Linked DNA regions of Mus musculus: region 1 is linked to region 2. The links are chromatin contacts, called in public promoter capture Hi-C maps. All regions are on one chromosome and are shown on one strand. The core of a region is the stretch at or near the end of the contact, and the rest is flanking DNA. Distances in the headings are between cores, read along the strand shown. Region 1 holds the start of Pum3 (pumilio RNA-binding family member 3). Region 2 holds the start of Cbwd1 (COBW domain containing 1).

What was found. Promoter capture Hi-C pulls out the DNA fragments that hold promoters and counts their contacts.
Region 1: a contact with region 2 is called in a promoter capture Hi-C map of liver, with 3 times the contacts expected there. A contact is called at or near these places in 3 of 39 promoter capture datasets (hippocampal neurons, liver and pre-B cells), 3 of 484 Hi-C or Micro-C datasets (CD8 T cells, the G1E-ER4 cell line and muscle stem cells) and 1 of 9 other capture datasets (adipose tissue).

Annotation. Positions count from the first base shown.
Region 1 is chr19:27,428,593-27,431,613 of GRCm38.p6, forward strand. It overlaps Pum3 (pumilio RNA-binding family member 3), which reads right to left and starts at 1,316. Exons shown (of 18, transcript NM_177474.5): 1 at 1,200-1,316. It overlaps C030016D13Rik (RIKEN cDNA C030016D13 gene), which reads left to right and starts at 1,445. Exons shown (of 1, transcript NR_027987.1): 1 at 1,445-3,021.
Region 2 is chr19:24,959,977-24,963,025 of GRCm38.p6, forward strand. It overlaps Cbwd1 (COBW domain containing 1), which reads right to left and starts at 1,640. Exons shown (of 15, transcript NM_146097.3): 1 at 1,408-1,640. The coding sequence starts at 1,555.

The DNA.
Region 1 (3,021 bases), core at 66-2,565, 2.5 Mb after region 2:
ATTTTCTCATTCCTGTCCTCTTCCTATTCCAAGATACAGTTAATGTAGCCACCTCATGTCCTTTTTTCCAGGTTATGTCCCCTTTGGGAGTTTAAGATTTTCATTATTAGACTGAGGTTATGCTTGGGCCAGGGGAAGGGGTGGCACATGACAGCAAAGAAGTGCTGCTCTCACAGTGACAAAGCTATGCGGCAGTCATGATGATGTTAACCCTGGTCACTTAAAGCACTGTTCACCAAGTTACTAAGCAATCAAATTAACGGCTAATCCAAGAGCAAGACAAGCAAATTAGGTATTCTAGACTGTGCAGCCTTGGGACCCTGAGATAACGTCCTACACAGACCTGAGTCCTCAACACTTCTTGATTATGTATATAACTGGCGTCTTATGCTTAATGTCTGAGACACAATCCTCTGCATTCCACTACAAATTACTATCTTTCTCTCCCTGTCTATTCCTGCTGTATTCAACGGGGACCATCTACTCCACTTCGCAGAGAGAAAACTGGAGCACGGCTCCTGATGTTCACTTCTTTGGTAGTCATCGTGTACCCAACAGTAAGTTATCCTGCAGTCTCCTTAAAGATACCTCTGTCTCTACTACCAACACTCAATGCAAATCATCAAAAATCTCCTTAAGAGAGTCAAGACCTACCATGAGCCTCCCGATCTTTTCTAATAATCCTTCATTATTTTATATGCCTAGGAACACAAAGCAAAATACTTCCCACTACACAAAAATAAAGAGACTCGACACCAAGGCTCCACAGTTCTACCTTCCTCTTTGTCCAGTCCGCGCCTTACTCCTGACTTCCACCTCCGGGACATCCCACTGCCTCTGTTTAAAATACTCTTGCCTCCCATCATGCTTGGCTTATGGATCGCTTCAGTTTTCCCTGCACTGCTCCTATGCACAACGTCTGACACGGGACGAGTGGGCTGACTGTGACTCGCACAGGCCGGAGTTTGACAGCGAAACTTGTTCCTTTAGCTCTACAATAATCAAGTTAACAGAGAGGGCTTAACCCCTGCCCTCGCCAGGGTTCCTCCAACTCCGGGCCAGAGAAGCGGCCAGGTAGACCGTCCCGGAGATGGAGCTGAAGACGCCGCTCGCCCACCACCCCGCAGAGCTCCCCGCTCCCGAGCGGCCGGCGGACACTCGCCCCACACTTCCCGCACCAAACTCTCCACAACACTCACCGCACACGTGGGGCAGAAACTCGCAGAGTTCCGCCACCACCCCCCGCCGCTTCCGCTTCCGCTTCCGCGTTCTGCCCCGCCCCGGATCCGCTGATTGTAGCGTTACGTCCTGGTACTGGGGTCAAGGGGTGGAGCTTAGGAAACACGAAATCCGTAGTTCCTGTTGGTCCATTTTCGCCACACCTCTCGTCTGAGAGGGCTGCATGAGTTTTGGCCCTCGAAGGGATCCGTCCCGTGGAAGACGAGTCCGTGGCTTGGGAAAGTGACGCTTGAGCCTGCAGATTTCTGGGAACGACGCGGGTTCTCGCGAGGGCCACCCAGGTCCTGAAGGAGTTAAAAGACAGCGAAGTCTGCAAGCTGGGTTAGCGTTGGGACAGCTCGCTCGTTAGTGTCTGTTTGCGTCGTTAGTCTAGCCTGGAGGGTAAAAGCTGTACCGGAGTCTCTTCTGTTGTAATCGTGTTTGCCAACACCCATGTCTCCCTTATTTCCCACCCTAGCTGCGAATCTCCGGATAAATTAGATCCCTCGGGAACCATAAGTGTAAAGAACGGAGCACAGTCAAATATTGTGAAAAGCTCTTTCCATAAATGTGTGTGTGGCGTTTTTAATGTAGGCCCGTTCTTGGGCATGCATTTTTTCCCCCACGGTTCCACTTTAGGATATATATTTAAGGTATTACTCCATTTTAGCGAGGAAGCAATAGAAACAAACTTGGTCTTGGGGGCTGCAGAGATGGCTAAGCTGTTTTCTGCTCTTGGAGAGGACTTGGGTTCATTTCCCAGCACCTACATGGCGGCAGTTCCAGGGGATCCCACGTCGCGCCAAACAACAGAACCTTACTGCCTAACTGTTCTGAAATGCAGATGTTAGTTGGTTGAGCAGGGGGCCCTTTTTGAAGCCCCAAGGAGTGAGTGGACGTCCCATGTATCTTCAGCATCTGGTGCTTCAGACGTTCCTTGGCTTATACCTGACTCCTGCCCCTGCCTTTCATTCTCTTCCGTCTTTGTTGTGAGAACACTTGTCAGTTTGTTAAGATAGCTTGCAAATAAGCTTAGAGACTATAATTCCCTGTGGACACTGTCTCTTGTGTCGCTGGTAACACATCTTTAAGTGTTACGGCTCTGTTAGGGGAAGGCTTCAGCTGCTGGGAAAGTTTCCCTGATGCAGGTGTTACAGCTTTGCTCTGGCTCATAGAAAATTTTCCCTGTGACAGTTCTGCTCCAAAAGGTATCCTGGCAGTCAGGAGCCAAGGAATACCACAAAGTCTTGCTGCACAACTAAGCTCAGGCAAGGGATTAATTTGGAGGGAAAAGCTAAGGAGGGTGGTTGCCCTGCTTGGAAGAGAAGCAACAGAGAACTGGGCAGAATTGGGGGATGGGGAAATATATCAGGATTCTGGGGTGGGGGGTTACTTTCCAGGGTGGTCTGGGATTTTATTTTACTTTTTTCTTGTACGGCGAGACCTGGGCTGGGAATGGCTATTACAGCCTTTAAAAGATGACCATTAGGGAAGTCAAGGGCACATGTGTGTGTGGGGGGGGGGGTCTGGCTATTTCCTGCCTTGAAGCACTAGAAAGGCAGTTACAGCTGTTTTAGCCTTTACACCCTTGCTAGAGCTCCTGAGGCCAAGACCTAGCCACTTTTGTGCCTTGAGGATTTACAACGGCTACTAAGTATACAAAATTTACAAAGGGAGGTCATGGCAGAAAAGCCTGTTGCTTGAGTTGGTGTAAATGGCCAGCAATACCTATTTGAAGAAAGTGGAAAATACCACAGTTGATCCTTTTTAGAAGTACCATGTGAAGGATGTATTATAACTTCC
Region 2 (3,049 bases), core at 390-2,889:
GATATATTAAGGAGCAGGGAGACTCAGGACTACCAGAGTTAGGAGGAAATATTGTTAGTGTTGCAGATGGTTGGGAATCTCAGGAGCAGGATTTGAGAAATTATTAGTGTCCAGAGTGTTGGACATGTTAAGTATGGAAATGCCTGTAAGACATTAAACTAAAAACTATACAGAAGTGAATCTGAAGGATGGAAGCCAGAGAAATAGGTTGAAAAACAACGAAAATGTGGAGGCTAGTGGAACAGTGTTCCCGGTATATCAAAATTTAAAAAAAGACACAGGAGGCCAGCTGTCCCCTAGGTTCAGTCAGGAACAAGGAGGTTGGTGGAGTTAGTCCTGATCTCAGAGCTTCAGGCCATTACCTGTATTGTCCCTTTCATCTATCAGTAAGCCAAATGCAGAAAGGCCAAGGGCCAACTCTGAAGTATGTTCTTTGGACCAGGAAATTTGCTCTGATTCTATAGAATAGCATCTGAATCCAAAACGTTATTCCTTTATAAAAATGAAGCCCAAGTAAAATCTAGAATATCCTTGGTCTGACTCTAGAAGGGGAAAAACAAACAAACAAACAAACAAACAAACAAAACCTGGTGGTGTGGAGACAACAGTGATTTCTTTGTTGTATCTAAAGGGTGCACCGAGATTCAACTTGTCTGTTGCAACACACAGGAATGAGAGTACCACTTGATTCATATTTTTTCCACAATTTTTATTTGTCCACATTTTCAGCCACTTACTTGTTGTTGCTGTTAACTGTAATGCTTTAAAAGGATATCTAGACATTTCCAACAAAAAATAAGCACGTGGACTGATCTTCAGAAAACTGCACCGTGTTTCACAAATCTGTGTTTTCCAAGGACCACACCCCCGAGGTGCACCCTCAAGACCCCCAGCTTAGGAAAGTTCCCAAAACAAAGGTCTTACTCTAAATCAATCTCTTAACAGTGCTTTCCAAGCGGACCTCAAAAGGGGAGGGCACAGTTTAGGACTTGTCACTAATGGCTGGAAGAGTTTGGTTCCTGTGAAATGGAATCCACTAAGCAAGGTGTCAGGCAATCTACAGTCGGCATCTTTGTTTTCTTTTTCTTTCTTTTTTTTTTTTTTTCCTTGACCAGGGCATCCTTTAATAACAATAGACCATTTGGCTTTGTTTTGCTTTGGTTTTTTGTTTTTCTGTTTTTTAATGAGAAAACTCAGATGACTTTATTATTTCTACTCTAAACTGAGGGGAGATGAGCTTCACAAATGAAAGACAACTTAATCAAGAGACCATAACATTAGGTGAGTCTGAGTTTCAAAACTACCTTTGAAAATGCTAGAAGAGAGGCCCCAGCCCCTACCTCGAAGATTCGTCCTCGGCCAGGAGGCCCGGGTGCCTGAGGAGACACGGCAGCCCCCCTTAATTACCTAAGTACCCGGTGACAATTGTGACTGGAATCTTAGTGATGAAGTCAAGATTTTCCTCTTCTTGGTTCTTGGTCTCAATGGGGACCAATTCAGGACAATCCTCCGCGTACTCTTCTTCCGCCTCCACAGTTTTCACAGCAGGTAACATGCCGCCAGCAGGACACCAGTGACTCCAGAACTAAAGAGCTGCCGCCAGTCGCGTTTCCGCGACAGGATTCAGTCGGCGCGGGGCTGATGATGTCACCACAACGCGTCGCGGAGCAGGCCTCTGAGGAACCAGCCCGCCCTCCAGCTACGCCACTATTCAAACTAGACACGCCTTCCCGGGGGAGGCACGCCCCTACGCAGAGATAGATACACCCCCACGCACAGTGGACACGCCCCTTATAGAGAGGGACACACCCCCCGGGTGTGAAGCACGCTCTAGGGGCGTGCCCTCTGCCCGTGGGCCAAACTGCACTTTGCTGTTAGGACGCTAGGAGCTCCCTTGCCTCGAAGCTGTAGTGGGCTCCAGCTGTTAGCCACTGTCTGTTGCTTGGGCTGAGGCAACACCTATTAGGCTTGGGCAGCTTCACCACAGGACAGACATTTTTCAAGTTGCCATTTTTTTTTTATTCTCATGAAGTCCATCTCTTTCATTCACAAGGAAAAGAGTAATTGTGAAGTCATGCTATATATTATAATTATTCTACAATGATAATTATGTATTATAGCTATCTCATCTTTTACAATGTAATAGTTTTATTTATTTTTCTTTCTCCTTTACTTGGACATAAGGTAAACTCAGATCAATAATTGTATTTATTGGTTCATAATATTCTCATTAGTCTCTGGACTCCTTTGTGTGTGTTTATAGTGGATTCCTTGATAGTACCCTAACCCAAAAACATTAAATTGCATCTCTTCTACCCCAGCCTAGAATACTAACTATAATCATGAATCTTCTTGGGAATACTGAACATTCCTTTATGTGTTTGTTATGGTTTGTCCTTATACACACGCACATAAATAACATTGACCATTGTTTGTTTTTCAATTTCATAAAAAAGAGTACCATTCAATGTATACTCTCTTGGGGTTTGCTGGATTTCCAGCTTCACTACTGAATTTCCTGTCAATTGTTTTCAGGTGTTGCTGTTTTGTTTCATTTTGAGACAGTCATACATTTTCCCAACAATGTAAGAGATCATATTGGTGTAATGTCAATATTAGCAGACATGAATTTTTTTCCCAATTAAATACAAAATAGTACCTCAATGTGATCATCAGTTGTATTTCTTTGGATTTGAACAAAACTGAGCATCTTTTTATGTGTTTTGACCATGTTTAATTTCAGGCTTTAAGAGGGGCTAGCAAGCATTGCTCTGTGGGCATCAGATCCCATTACAGATGGCTGTGAACGACCATATGGTTGCTGGGAATTGAACTCAGGACCTCTAGAAGAGCAGTCAGTGCTCTTAAATGCTGAGCTCTCTCTCCAGCCCCTCAAAATGAGGTTTTAATAAGTTATATACATTGGGTGTTCAATGTACTCTAAACACCCATCAACTGATAGACAAACAAAATGCCACATATCCAGACTGGAAAAATTAATTGGTGAAAAACAGGTACAAAGTACTGGCTACCTGCTACCAGATAAGCA